Linked DNA regions of Mus musculus: region 2 is linked to region 1. The links are chromatin contacts, called in public HiChIP or PLAC-seq maps. All regions are on one chromosome and are shown on one strand. Each heading gives the region's core, a stretch centred on a gene start, on an enhancer-like site or on the middle of the called end of the contact. The rest is flanking DNA. Distances are from core to core; before and after follow the strand shown. Region 1 has its middle 200 kb from the start of Rps6ka3. Region 2 has its middle 57 kb from the start of Rps6ka3.

Region 1 (7,800 bases), core at 1,438-3,937:
TGCTAATCAAGACCCTTTAGCAATGTCACAGGCTTCTTATTTCTAGCACCAAAGCTCCTGCCACATAGTCTATGCCTTGTTCTAAGAGACCCAGACTCAAGTTCTAGTGCAGTCTCTCATTAGCAGTGCAACCTGCGACCTGTTACCTTTCAATGCCTCTGTTTTTTTCTCTGTAAAAGGAGCTGCTGCTGATAACACTTATTTTATGATATTGTTTTTAGAACTGTATAGTGTGATATATACTAAGTTCTCAGCACAGTCCCTTGCATAATTAAGTGGTCAAGAAATGTTATTCGCTATGGATATTTGCATCAGCATTTGAGATTATAATTTTCATTTCCATGTGTTGTTTCTTCATCTGGGAAGCCCCTTCATCTTGGCCCCATCACTTAAAATCACAATCATTTCTCATGTGACCTTGGCAAGTTATTTTGAGTCTTCTCAGCCTTTGTTTCTTCATCTGCAGAATGCAGAAAGTCATAGCTAAAGTATTTCATTGGACCGTTCTATGGGATTCATGAGATTATATGGAGGCTCTTTTGTGAACTAGAAAGTATGGTGTGCACCTGCTCTAGATTTCTTTGATTATCCCCTGCTTATTCATCATCAGTTTGCTAGTTCCTGAATATATACTTTGTACTTCATTTTTGACGTTTGTCATAGCCCAGCCTTGTTATAATTGTTCTTGCAATTTATAGCCATATCTTCCTCTTTGTGGAGATAGGGTCTTATTCTGTAGTCCAGGCTAGACCTGAACTCATGACAATCCTCCCCCCTCTCCACACCTCAGCCTCAGAAGTACTGGAGTCACATGTGTGCACCTCCACACCCTGCTTGGATGGGATGCCTTTAAAGGGTACAAGCAGTGTCTCTGGCTGTTGCAGTACAAGACAGGGCAGTATGCTTGCTGAACTGAGCTGAGATGTAAATTCATAATACAACTTGAGTGGGTAACTTGTGTGTGTTTGTGTGTGTGTGTGTGTGTGTGTGTGTGTGTGTAGGCAAGAGGGCAAGATGTCAGTGTTCAGCGTCTTCTATCACTCATCCACTTTTTTTTTTTTTTTTTTTTTTTGGAAAAAAGGGTCTCTTGTTGGCCTGGAACTTGCCATGTAGGCTTGGCTAACTGAGAGCTCCAGGGACTCATCTGTTTCTAATGCCTCCTCCACCCAGCACTGGGATTACAGATGCACACCACCATGGCTAGATCTGAACTCAGGTTTGCATGCTTATATGACAAACACTTTACAAAGGGGAGCAATCTCCAGAGCCGGAGTTGGTATTTTTATTTTTGTATCTTTCTTTACTCTGAGATAGGAATCCCTCACAGGGAAGTTCCTACTTTTACTGACTAGGTTACAAGCACAGACCAGAACTATGTCATGGGTGGCTTCCAGCTGAATTGCAGCAGCCACTGGGGACTTGTTAGAGCTGAAGAAACTTGGGCTTCACCCCAAACCTACTGAATCAAATTCATATGGCTGGAAAGGAGGACTTTGTGTTTGAGCAAATTTTATGCATATCAACATCTCAGAAGCATTTATGTAGACAGTTTAAAAGGAGAAAAATTAATCTCCATTTGACATTTTATAAAGGAGTGCTTATTTGTAATAGTCTGTTTAATGAAAAGGCGATTTATTGCTGGCAAACCATATGTTTTCGAATAAGCAACATTCCTTTCAATTTAACAGAATTTTCTGGAGTATCCCAAAACTCAAGGAACAGTTATTTTTTACTGGTTTATTATTAGTATGGTATACTTTAAGTTTAAAAAGAAAGAGGAGAATAAAATGTAGAAGAAAAAAAAAGCAGCCATTGGTACTTTGCCTGATCATGTCTATGAAAGTGTGAATTGGTTTTTTGTAAGAGCATGGGGCTGTTGACTGTATATCCCCCATAAAAGTCTTATCCCTTGTTGTTAGTGGAGAAAATCATCGTAAAGTCTCTGCTTTTCCACTTTGAAAGCTTCATGCTTCCATATTGAAAATAGGAACTGTATATTGCAAACAGTAATGGCTCTCTGCTGGAACCTGTTAGAAATGTCATCCTCTCAGCTGTGGGAATAAACATGTCAGAACTTAGATGCTAATTACTGTCACATGAAATGCAAGGAGACATCTTAGGATTTCTTGGCTGTTAGGAACCCCATCTTCTTGCAAATGGCAGCACATCACAGGGACTTTTACACTGTACAGTTTATAATTTACATGACTGACCTGTTATTTTAAAATACCAACAGGAAGATTAAGGATGCTGAAAAAGCAAAGCCAGCCAATGCCCTTTGGCCTTCCTAAACCCAATGCAGAAAGTTCCCTGCATTTTAAGGAAGATTATAATCTGCCACAACAGAAAAAAGAGGGGTTACAAAAGGATTTATGTTCTATAATAAGTTTTGAACAATCCAGACTTCTCCTCAAGGAATTGCAGGCTGTAGTAAGATTGGGTTGTATAGGCATGGCTGGGTAATTTAGGCATAGGTTGTTTCTAATAAAAGAATGGGACAAAGGATTGCTAGGCTAAGTTTGATCTGTTCCTGAATTCTGGATCTTGTTTGGTGGTTTGCCAAGAGAATAAATCATGCAGGGCTTTGGTGAAACACATATGACTGCAGGACATTGGGACTTCTCTAGAACTAAATGATATTAAGTGAGTTAATATTTGTAAAGCACATTGCACAATGCCTACCACATGGAAACTGCTCTGCAAATGTTTGCTAAATACATGACAAGTTCTGCTTTGAATTGAGGAAGGCCTCATCTGTGTGCCTAGAAATACTTTTGAGTAAGTAAATGGATGGATCTTGACTGAATGAATGCCCTAAGTTTGAGACTATAGAACTCCCATTCAGTTGGTACCAATTGCTTGTTTTGTTCACAACTGGCCTTTTCCCCCTTAAACATTGTGGCTCACTTGAGATATGTCCAAGATCTACATAAATGAGAAAGCCACACTCAAGACAGTTTATTCTCAGATATCCACTTCAAGTTCAACTGGGGGGGGGGCGGGGGCTACATATTGGGTGAGTCGCCCAGGATAAATAGCTAAAAGTTGACATATTTCCCAGAGGAGTGGTGAAATACTCTAGCAAGAATGTCAGGAAACTCCCCTTGAATGTAATATATGGCTGGGGAGAGCTCTCAGTCCCTACTACTAAAACTTCTACTAAAGAATTACCAGACAATTCAGAGTCATCATCTTCCTGACTCATAAAAACAGCAGTGAATTGAAAACATTTATTGTAACTGTTTGTTTCTCATGCTTTCTGCCTTCTCTTCTAACATAGCTGTTCTCTCCTCCCCCTCTCTTTCCATCCATGTGTTTTGGAGAAACCAATTCTCTCTACATATTCAGGGATAGCCTAGTTGGCTGAAGGTTATCCCCAGTCTCCTTAAATAGACAGATGACCCAACTCTGGCAGATGAGACTTGAGACAGCTTGTTCAAAGGCTTCTAGGAAATGTCTTCACTCCTAAGAGAGCCACAAATAGAGACAGTCTCTTGCATGCCTGGTGTACATGCCTGAAGCAGCTGCAGCCATCTTGTTGCTTGTTCAAGGCTGATGACATCAGAATGGAAAGCTACTAAGGGGCAGAATAGGTTAAAGACTTTGTGAGCTGAAACGACCCATATGTTATCTCATCAATCATTCCAACCCTGTTTGAGGTAGCTAATGTTATCCCTAACGGGCAGGGTGAGTAAACCAAGAGGTTAAACAGCTCAGGGTCACACAACACATAGGTGGAAGATCTAAATTTCAAACTGAACTCTGTTCAACTTCAGAGGCTGTGTTTGTTGTTGTGCTGTCTGAACCTTGATTCAGATGACGAGTGAACAAGAAGCAGAACCTGAGAGCTGGCTGACCTATTTTTTCTTTCTTTCCTTTTTTCTTTTTTTTCTTTTGACTTCCATGCCTAACATTTGACCTTTTGACCCCTATTTCATCATGTGTAAGATAGTTGGACCAGATGTTTATGGAGGTTCTTTTTGGCTCTAAGATCTTTTGAAATGCTTGATAAACCACAGGAAGGGATAAAAGAAAACAAACAACATGCGTTTGGTATCTTGAGAAAGGACACTGGGCAGGATTTGCCCTTTGAGTCCAAGATTCAGGGAGCCCAAAGAACAACAGAAGGTTCCACGTGGCATTCAAGGGAACAAGCCTAAAACATATTTCTTGCCACAGCAAAAGTAATAGAGGTAGAAAGGGACCAGTGAGAGGTATTTTCTGCAGGTTCCTCTTCAGCAAAGCAACCAGCTTGATTGCTCAGTTCCTGAACAGGGAGTGAAATTCTGAAACACTTTTATGCTATCTCCAAAATGCTTAAACCATTACAGACATGCCAGTTTCCATGGTGCTTAAAGTATTACAGACATGCAATTTGCATTTAAAACATTCCAGACATGATGTGTGTGTGTGGGTACATTATGTGAAGTGTCTTTAAAGGTGACTTACATTCCCCACTTAGGTTCATTTGTTTTTGTTTTGTTTTGTTTTGTTTGGCTTTTTCTTTTCTGTGTTTGAACTTGATTTTGGATGGACAAGTAGCTATTGGATATAGTAGGGGTACCATAGGATATTTTGGTCCATGTATACATTGTGCAGTGATGAAATAAACACCATCAGCCTGTCTATCACCTTAAAGGTTTATCATTTTTTCCTGTGGTGAGAACATTCAAATTCTTTCAGCTATTTTGAAATGCGTATTAGACGTTGCAAGAAAACTTGTTTTTCTGATATTATCACCAGAGACAGCAGTAGTGCTCAGAGAAGCTTCATCCCCAAGTCACCAGGATGGGGAGAAAAAACAACCATACAGAGAATTTTGATTACCTATTTCTGTATACCAAACACTTAGTAATTTAATGCAAAAGCTATTTTATGTGCTGATGTCTGTTGATTAGTGAGTTGGAGAGACAAAGTTGGGACACCTTATGTCTGCCTGAGGATATCTGGACCTCTGGCTTGCTAGCTTGAAAGTGTAGAGAACTGGCTGACATGTGTATATTAGGGTCATGCAGTGCCTCAGTTCTTTGTTCCCTGGCTTCTCCATATGGCTAGTTGGATCTGCCTGTGGTGGTGGTTTCAAGATAGTTTGCCTTTGTTGGAATCAGAGAATGGAAGCTTGCCAGTCACCCAAAGGCTTGATGCTCAGGGTTATGGCTCAGAAACCAGTGCACTGTCATTTCTGCCACCTTCTACTGTCCAAAGCAAGTCACAGAGCATGCCTTGATTTAAGCCAAGGGGAGATGAACTCTGATTTCTGGAAGGGAAGGATGACAAAGACTTTGTGGCTATCTTTATGTTCCTTTAAGGCTCTGAACAGATTAACTCAAGACTGGCTGCTAAGAGAATATCCCATGATTTCTGAGATCATCATCCAGTGGGCAATCTTTAAGTTGTCAGCAACTAGTCTTTGAACCATCAGCTACAGTCACACTCTTAGAACTTTCACTGTTAGCTTTCAAAACTTTTCCTTTGCTTTTCTGCTTTTCAATAGCTAATCTTTTCCAAATTAAAAAAAATTTAAGAAGAAGAAATTGTCATTCTTTTGTTGATTTATAAAAACCTCTAAGTGATATCTGTATATCATTATACTAGCAAAATTTTGATGGTATTTAGTACATATAACAAAAATAAGGGCTGGAGAGATGGCTCAAGAGCACTGACTGCTCTTCCAGAGGTCCTGAGTTCAATTCCCAGCAACCACATGGTGGCTCACAACCATCTTTAATGGGATCTGATTCCTTCTTCTGGTGTGTCTGAGGACAGCAATAGTGAATACAGGAGGAGGGAGACCCTGCAGGAGGACCAGCAGTCTCAATTAACCTGGACCCGGGAAATCTCTCAGATACTGGAACACCAACTAGGCAGCATACACCAGCTGATATGAGACTCCCAACACATATACAGCAGAGGACTGCCAGGGAAGATGCACCTAACCCTCAAGAGACTGGAGGCCCCAGGGAGTTTAGAGGTCTGGTGGTGGTGGTGGGGGTAAGGATATCCTTGTGGAGACAGGGGAGTGGAGAGGAGGTATGGGATGTGGAACAGTCAGAGGGTGGACCAGGAGGGGGATAAAATCTGGAGTTTAAAATAAATAAATATTTTTTTAAAAAGACAAGATTGGCAAAATATAAAAGTGTTTCTTTGTTTTGACTCTCCAAAGAACCACAAACAATTCATCCTGTCTCTTTTTTCTGTACATTTCTGTATATACATTTGAGTCTATATGTAGATATTTATAGTAGTTTTTCTTAAGCAAAACTGTACATTATGATGCAATTTGCCTTTCCTATTTAGAACTATAGCTAGGCAGTGGTGACACATGCCACTAATCCCAGAACTCAGGAGAGGCAGGCAGATTTCTAAGTTCGAGACCAGCCTGGTCTACAGAGGAGTTCCGGGACAGTCAGGCTACACAGGGAAACCCTGTCTGGAAAAACTAAATCAATCAATCAAACAAACAAACAAACGAAATATACCATTTAGATTGATCCATACCAATATATCTATACACTGCTTTCTGTTAAGAGAGATTTTAGTTTTAATTATCTGCGTATTGCATGAGTTTGGGTTCGTGTACATAAGGCAAGTGCCTATGGAGGTTAAGAAGACAGTATTAGAAACTTTGTAGCTGAGACATATGTGGTTGTAAGCTATGTGATGTGCATGCTGGAGATCAGACCCAGGCCATCTACAAAAGTAGTAGTTAGTGTTCACCACTCACCAGGCCACCTCTCCAGTCCCAACACACTGTTTTTTTAAAAAAAAAATGGATTCAAGTTGTTCCATAATACTGACATGACATAATATAGACTTTCCTGGTAATAGTTGTAGACCTTCTGTTTGTAATTTTTAAAAACAATAAATGGCAATTGTAACCAGTATTCTTATATCTACTTCTGGAGATTTTGTACATGTGCATTTCTATATGATAGATGCCTGAAGATCTAATAGCTGTGTTATAGAGTATGGACATTTATAACTTCAATACATTCAGGCAAGTAACCTCAAAACAAGGGTACCTATTACATACTCTCAATCCCTGACAATGATAGGTATTTAACTGAAGTTTTTAATTCTGCCAGATTAATTAATGGGAGGAAATATCATCTTACCATTCTATTTCTTTCCTGTTATTATTACTTTTTGTTATTTTTCTTTGAACTATCCTCTAATATCACTTGTCAAGTAAAACATGTGTTCTTTATATTTTTACTAAATATTTGTGAGTTCATACATAGTCATCCTTTGTTATTTCTAAGGTGAAATTTCCAGATGTGCAATTGTTGGGTTCAAAGGGTTAAAACATGGAGGAAAGCTTTTGACATTTATTAGATGACTTTCAGGGGGATCTTTTCTAATCCTTCTTGAGATTTTTATAGTTGGTTGAGTGTCATCCTACCTCACTGATGATCTGAGCCTCATTCCTCTGCAGTTAAAAATCCTCTATGTAAAAAAGACCAAACTTTGAATTAGATACTAATATATTAGAAAACACTTGAGGCCCAGTGATGCTTAGTTACTATGCACAAATAATAACTTTTTCTTGAATGGAGAACAGCTAGTAGATGGTCCAGTAACCATAAGAGATAAGGGTATCTTTCATTCAATGACTATGCACTTTCCTTGTTGTCCTGCAGAAGGAGAATTCAGAGTCTGGTTAGTTACTATTTGTTGAGTACCTGTTAGGGTCCAGACATTGTTTTATGCTTTAGACTCTCTAAAGATGAGTCAGTTTCTGAATCTGGTAGGAAAGTTGAGGGCATCTGCCATTCCAGATTCTTGTTTTGGCAGTTTGAA
Region 2 (7,800 bases), core at 1,380-3,879, 140 kb before region 1:
GTCCAGGATACCAGTTAAGGAACGGTGCTACCCACAGTAGACACATTTTCTTACCTCAATTAATTACAATCAAGATAATCCTCCACAGGCTGACGACATAACTAAAAACAGCCATGTGTTAAAGGCAAGGTTTATGATAACTAATTAAAATGCATTAAATCGAGCTGGTGAGATGGCTTAGCAGGTAAAGGTACCAGCCACCAAGCCTGGCAACAACCCAAGTTCCATCCCTGGGACCCACATGCTATGGTGCATGTCTGTCTGTCTGTCTGTCTCTCTCCCTCCCTCCCCCCTCCTCTCTCTCTCCTACCCCAACACAGTGAAATAGAAAATGAGTAAAAAATTGTGAGCAATGCGATAGTTCTGTTTTCAAATGCAGCTGTAAATGAGGGACTTCCAAATTCCAAATACTGGAGCCTTCTTAGTCTTCTTGCACAATCATTAGCAACCAGCCTTTTTATCTGGGTTGTTTAGAAACAGAAGAAAAAGGGGTCAGCACTTCTAAGAGATTGCTGACCTCTGGCCTTTGCAAAGTCCAAACTCCTTAATCGGGCATTTCCAGGTGTCTCCAATTGACCCTAACCAACATTCTTACCCTGATCTTTGACACCACTCCCCGCAAAGCCTTTGGAATTATGCTGCTCGGGACAGGATATGTTTTCCCACCTTGCCACTCAGTTTTCACTGTCCACTTTGCTTTTGATGACCTTACTTTTTCTATGCCTTTCTAGATCAAAGGGATCACTCATGTTTGGCCTCCGCTGTAACACTCTGAAATTCCATTTTGCCTCCCCCCTTTACGGCTACTGCTCCCTTGTTGGACAGGACTTTATGTATTTATGTCTTCTCTTCTGAACTAGAAAGAAGCCATTTAGACAAAATTAGGCTTATTTGTCTCTTTAGCTCCTGTACTTTTTAGTTTAGTGCAAAGAACATAATTAATGAAGATAGACAGATAAATGACAGACATATGGTTATTGAACTCGAATACCACAAATGTAATGTCTTGCTCGAACATAATTTTAAAGACTATTCGGACTTACTTTCAAATTTGTAGAAGAGCTGCAAGAGTTAAAAAAAATAGTATGAACAATTCCAACAATTGTGAAGCTGAAGTAGGAGAATTGTGAGTGAGGTCAATCCTAGTGAGTTCCAGCTGAAGTAGGAGAATTGTGAATGAGGTCAATCCTAGTGAGTTCCAGGCCAACCTGGGATGAAATTGCTTCTGTTTCAAAAAGCAGAAAAAATAGTAGAAAGGGCATCTGCATAGTTTCCTGGGCTTTTTCCTACTGAAATGTTTTATTTCACTTTATTTCTATGTACTTTATCAATCCATCCATCCATTCATCTATCCATTAATTTATCTACCCATTTCTCTACCGTTTCTCCCCCAGTATTTTACTAAATCACAAGAGTAAGTTGCTTTCAACATGTCTTTACTCTTAAATATTTTTGTATGAGTTTTCTAAAACCTAACCACAGCAGAATTATTATAATCTCTTATCACCTTAATATTGATATCACACATTTATTTGGTCCTTATACCACTTTTGTCAGTTGATCTGACAATGTCCTTTATGACAGCATTTCCCTGCAACATAGGATTTGACTGTTGGATCCTTTATTACTCTTAATTATCACGTTTTTTCCGTCTCCTTAAATCTGCAACACTTCAACAGCCTTTCTTTGTTTTTTATAATATTGTTATTGTTCACATTGACCCTCAAGCCCTCTTTTTAAAGAAATTAGAACTTGTTGTGAAGTTTTAGTCATTAATGACAGTATTTTAAATTTTGCAATGCAGGACCTTCTGTTTTATTTTTTCACAATACTTTTCTCCTTAGTTAAGTAGAGCTAGAGTGGAAGAGGAAATCACAAATCTCTTTCTCCTCTAGCTTCTGCTGGCTTGCAGGCTGAAGAGGAAGAAAAGTCAATAGAGGAAGCGAGAGAGTAAACTGAGAAGTTGAAATCAAAGTGGTGGGCCGCTGACTCTTGACTGTGGTGTGACTCTGAACTCAAAGCGTTTTTTAGAGACAGCATTCAACATAGTTAAATAAAATTGCTATGCTATAGGAAAGGAAGGCATTAGTAATTTCCGTTGACTATGAGTAGAAACAGAGACACTGACAGGCTCAGTAACGTTTATGCTTTGAATCTGAGACACAGTGATGGATAGTAGAAATAGAACTGATATAAAGAAGGATATTTGAGTCTATTTACTACTGTTGTTGTCAAATCAGTCTGTAAATTGAGCAAGTCATATCACCCCCAAATCTTGGTGTCAGGGTTTGAAGTGGACTCATTTTACTCTGCTTCCTTCAGTGGGTCTATGATTCATTGGTAACAAATTCCAGCATACTTTAGATGTGTATTTATGAATACTGGGCTAGCCACTGTAGATGTAATGATGAGTAGAGCCCAGTTTTTGTTCTCAGGGAGCTTCCAGATATTGGTGGGGAGCAGACATTTGACCAAAGAATTTAAATCCATGGCAATAAGAATCACTTTCAAGTACACAGCCAAGAGAGAAAGTAAACAACTATGTGTGTGGGTGGGGTGGGGGGAACATATGCCATTACACATTCATAGAGGAAGTGACTGTGGTTGTTGAACTGAGTCTTAAAGTGGGTACAGGGCAGTCAGGCAAGAGCTGCATGGATGTTTGCAAAACCAATGTACTTTCAATCTGCTGTATACAGTGTACCAGAGATAAAGTCAGAGTAATAAGGCTAAAAAGATAACTGGGGGTGGTAGCACTGTAACTGGGTGTTGTTTCCAAGTAGAGAAGAATTAGAGGCTGTGAATGAAGGAAGGGATTAGACTTATGGAAAGACCAGTGTTGATAAAAGGTAGGATCATAGATAAAGGACTAAGAGTGAGGAGAGGAAGCAGTAGAGGATTTGGAGGCTTATTTAGGTCGAAGACTTGAGACCTAAGAAAGTTTACTCATTGACTGTGGCAGCAGGTAGGAAGACAGCATACGAATTCCACACTTCGGATTTGCTAGTTGACTGAACTGTGGTGCTATTTATTGCAACTGGAAGTCCTTAAGGAGACGCTGGATTGGAGGATGCGTAATGAACCCATTCTGTCTATGTTGGCCTTGAAGAATATGTTGGACATCGTACAAACTGACTTGAAATTCAAGAAAGAAACACAGGATGGAGACATATTTAGTTGTTAGATGTATTAGCAGTTGTATCTAGGGACAGTGAAACTTTAGAAAGGACTGGGGCCAAGAAGGAAGAACATAAAATCACTTGCTATTAGATCCTGATTCTTATTTGACGAGATCTTTCTAGCTGTATTGTATCAGCCAAATAATACCAATCTCCCTTTTCCCCCACTTAAGGTTGATGTCAACTTGTGGGAATTTGAAATTAAAAATCTAGCTGATGGATATTCTACCCTGGGAAACACTAGGAAGAACCATTTGCTAAGCTTCCACTGCCTTTCTTGCCATAATAGTTATAAGTTGCTTGTTACTATTGATATGATATGTGGATATATCTGAATATATGATATTGATATATTATACAAAACGAATCAGCATCCTCTGTGCTGTCTCCACTTTGAAGTGTCTTCAGTATGAACACTAAAGAGCGTTTTAATTAGTTGTGGAGAGGACTGAAATACAACTGAAGGTCTCTGATTCTAAATTATACCTATGTCAACCACTGAGGCTTCTATTTGACCTGGTATTTACCTTCCAACAGACCAGAGACCAGGCCAGTGGTAAAGGTGGGTAGAGAGGGGGAAACAGAATTGTGTGTTGAAGAATTTGTGAAACCATCAGGGTCTTGGTCTTTTGATTACTGCTTATCTTCAACACTAAATCTGAAATCGAAAAGTCCGAGAGGAACTCAACTATTGATGGTGTGATCTCAAACCTGTATCTCCCAATTACACCATCCTTGAGAAGGCTCTCAATACTCATTCCTTAACTAGGCAGAATAGACGTTCAGAATAGAAGGAAGCAGCAGAATTTCTCAGATAAGTCAATGACTGGCTCAAGCTAGTTCTTAATGAGTGAGGCACCATAGAAGAGTCTAGTCTGAATGAACAAGATGTCAAGTTACCTTATACTTCCATTTTCTCTCAAATTAGTCAATAACTCATGCAAACTCTATAAAGGGTACAGGGATAAAGACAGACAAAATTTCTTCTGCATTTCTTAGTGATATTGGCAGTCTGAAAACAATAGGTTGTCTCTTAAGACAAATGTGTCTTAGAGTAGTAGGTCCATTTTAAATCCCATAACTAATAAATCAAGGCTGTGCTGTAGATAAGGGCCAAGTCTACTGTAAATTTTAAAAAAGTCTGGCACATAACATCTTTTTATTTTTTCTCTCTTCCCCACTGCCCACATAACATCTTTTCATTCAGGACTAAAGCACAGATTTGACCCTTTAAATTCTTCTTGCTGGGGGGTACCACCAGGCAATTGCCTGTTATCCGTATGTACACTGTGTGTTGCAAGACTCTCTTACTTATGGGGCCAGTGAGATAGTCCAGTGGGTAAAACCACTTATTGAGTAACCCGGAGACCTGAGTTTGACCCCTCCCCCCAGAACCCACCATGGAAGGAGAAAACACACTCTTGAAAGCTGTCTTTTGCTTCCACATGTGCCCTCTCCACTCCACACTGTATACACACACGCACAATAATAATAAATACAATAAAATAGCAGAATTTCCTGTTTATGTTTCTGCACAGTTGACTTGGCCCTTACCTACAGCACAGTTAATGCTGTCTTTCCTTTCTCCCCTCAGTTACTGCCCTTCTCCACTCCCTCTATTTCTCCCTCCCCCTTTCTTTACCCTTCCCTTCCTTTACTTCCTTTCATGCATTTTAAAATAGACTGCTTTAGAAAAGTTTTCTATTTTAGGGAAAATGAATCCAAAAGTAAGATAGTCCTTCTATGTGTCACCCCTTCCCCTCTTCTCAGCATTCAGTTCCTCTGTCAATTCCTTCTTGTGTTAGAGTGGCATATTTATTATAGTTAATGAGCCAATTTTGAAACATTATTATTCACCAAACCCATCATTTATTCACATTTCCTTGTTTTTTCCAGTGCTAGTTTCCTGTTTCAGAATCCCCTTCCAGGACACCATGCTACATTTGGTTGTCAGGCCTCTTTAGGTTTAACTGTGACAGTTCCTTATATTTTTCTTGGTTTTGATAACTAGGTCATAGAAAGTGTGCCTATGTGGTATTTTGTAGGGCACCCTTCTATTGAAATTTGTCTGGCATTCTTCATATAATTGGACTGGAGCTACGCTTTGGAAAGGAGGACCACAGAGCAAAATGACTTTCTGTTATACTGTATCAAGGTAACATTTCCAGCTTCCCATTCATTCCTTTCATCTCTCTTCATTCCCGTGACTTTTCTAAGTCATGCAGTATTCTAGAAAGACAGTAGTGTCTAACACAAATAGACATTAGGTTGATTCTGTTTTGGTATTTAGTGGGCTAAGATGGCTTCCAACTTTACAGAAGGATGGTGACAGTCATTTATTGACCCTTTGCAGCCCTGTTAGTACAGTATAAGGGGTGGCTATGGAAAATAAGAAGGGAATGTGAGTGAGATCTGAAGTAGCAGTAGTTTGATTTTATTCACATCTGACCTGCAGCTGTATCAAAGCTCAGGGTCCCAGGAAAGTGCACTCTTAGTCCCCAGCTTCACATTTCCAAAGCCCGGTTCATGGCCAACTTTTGGCTAATTGATATCTGAGCAGTAATTATTTTTAGATCACTCACTATATGTTCTGCTACTCAGTGTTATGTGATCATGTAATAAAATCCATGCCCTAGTGCATTAACTAATCTTTTGGAAAAAAAAAAAAAAAACACAACCTTTCAATAGCATCTCTACGGCTTTCCCCTTCACAAAGAGCTGACAAAAAGCTCCCAGACTTGAGTGCTAAGTGTTGAACCATTAAGAGTGCTAGTGAAAGCTATGAAGTCATCAAGTATTGACCTGACAGAACATTTAGCGCCATTTGATTTCTCCATCTTGACATAAGCACCAAATGGACCTTACATGCCAAGGAATCACTTTCCCTATTTAAGTTCACAGGGTTTGTCTAAAACAGCTCCCTTGGTACAAAATAAAAATTCAGCTCAGAGATTATAGTAGTGAATAGCAGGTTCAAGTCTTATACTATTATTATAAGAAAAAGAAGGCTTATTAAAATTAGAGTATTTTTGGTGTGGGTTGGGATAATAAGATCGAGATGTCTTTCTTAGTCACAGAGCCCTTAGGAAATTAGAAATCCAACTAACTTATATTTTCTTCATGTTCTATGTTGTCCAACTTGATCAAACTATACATTTATTTGGTGGAGCAGATGACTTTTGGTTCCCATTTGTATTTATTCAGATTTTACCATCTTAAATATTCCAATCTCTCTCTCTCTCTCTCTCTCTCTCTCCATGTATATATATATATATATACACAGAGGATGTTGCTTTCTTTTGCATATCAGAAGAATCTGACATGGGTGTACTGTATGTTTTCTAAGTTTCTGGTGTGATTGAACTGTAGTTGTTCAGAGTAGTGATTGACTTTTGTGTGCACCCTTCTTGTCTGTCTTCTCTTCCCTGACCCATTTTCTTACTGTTTTCTGGGATCCTCTCTCAGAGTTTCCATAATCAAATTCTTGTTTGCTTAGACAGCTGCTCTGGGGTGAACTCAGTACTCTTCACTTTTAACAAACACCCTAGGATGATTTCGTGCAAATGGCATATGAAATGACATTGTTTAGAATCTTTATTCAGAAACTTGTGGGATTATTAGATGTAAGACTATTAGTAATTTTATTTATTGGACCAACATTTTCCAGAACGTTTGTATTGCTCTCAAGTCTTCCAGTATTTCTTCGAAGATTCAAGCTGATGTGGGGTAGAAAGCCAGAACACATGTTCAAGTTAGGTCTCTCTGGGAAATCAGAGTTTATCAAGGGGACTAGGAGACAAATATAAAGAGCCTTATCCTAACCTTGAAAGAGCTGTTCCAAGTCAGTACTCTGTGTGGGTAGAGAAAAATATAGGAATGAAATAGGACTGCCGTGTGTTCGACCAGTGGAGTGTTGACTTAAAAGTTGGAGAGACTTTGGAATAGTGTGATTGGAGGCTTGTCCAGGATTCATTACTTGAATTGAAGAGGCTCACTCTGTCAGTGCTTGTTGTTCTTTTCTGGACTAAGGGTAACTCAGTATATATTGTGGGTCTAAGGATTTAGAATGCAGTTAGGGATTATGCTGGCTTAGTAAAGTGTCAGTTGTGGGTTCTCCTCCAAGGTTCATGATTTTACTAGCCCCAGGTAGCTGGCTAAGTTTCTAGTATCAGGCAGGATTTACCACTTCTGTAGTGGGAAAAGTCAATTAGAGAGCTGTTGGTTACCACTAAAATGTTCGTGCCGCTACAGAATCCTTAGAGTTATAGTGCCATGTTGGTTATTGATGTGGTGTCATAGCTGGGTAGTGCTGTTAGTTGCTTCTGCTCCTTGGAAGCTTGCATGGCACCTAGTATCATGAAAGGGAGCCCTTCAGGATGAAGAGTTTAGGTTAGATCCAGCTCAGATTCTCTGGGCTCTGTGTCTGAATTTGCATTGTATCTTCATGAACAGGGACTTAAATTCTACCCCTGGGAGGCAACCAAGGACAATAAAAGGTCTTATTGAGTGAGGAAACCCAGACCCAGGAAGACATGCTCTTTTTCATCTGAGGCTCCTAGGTCAAATCTTCAGAAGTGAGTGTAGCTTGGAGTAACTGCAGAAACCAGGAAAGTCAAAAGGG

The links. HiChIP or PLAC-seq counts read pairs in DNA pulled down with a chosen protein or histone mark.
Region 2: a contact with region 1 is called in an H3K27ac HiChIP or PLAC-seq map of regulatory T cells, with 5 times the contacts expected there. The contact joins two enhancer-like sites. A contact is called at or near these places in 1 of 39 promoter capture datasets (pre-B cells), 9 of 484 Hi-C or Micro-C datasets (CD4 T cells, CD8 T cells, bone marrow-derived macrophages and 5 more) and 3 of 115 datasets of contacts at active chromatin or transcription factors (large pre-B cells, memory CD8 T cells and regulatory T cells).

Annotation. Positions count from the first base shown.
Region 1 is chrX:159,056,413-159,064,212 of GRCm38.p6, reverse strand. No RefSeq gene overlaps it. Among named protein-coding and RNA genes, the nearest start is that of Rps6ka3, 200 kb to the left of the region's middle. Within about 2 kb of position 2,687, at least 23 of the 459 cell types and tissues checked have an H3K27ac peak or open chromatin away from gene starts, as enhancers often do. A contact at or near this core is called in bone marrow-derived macrophages, group 2 innate lymphoid cells and regulatory T cells, where this site is marked.
Region 2 is chrX:159,194,455-159,202,254 of GRCm38.p6, reverse strand. No RefSeq gene overlaps it. Among named protein-coding and RNA genes, the nearest start is that of Rps6ka3, 57 kb to the left of the region's middle. Within about 2 kb of position 2,629, at least 51 of the 459 cell types and tissues checked have an H3K27ac peak or open chromatin away from gene starts, as enhancers often do. A contact at or near this core is called in bone marrow-derived macrophages, group 2 innate lymphoid cells and regulatory T cells, where this site is marked.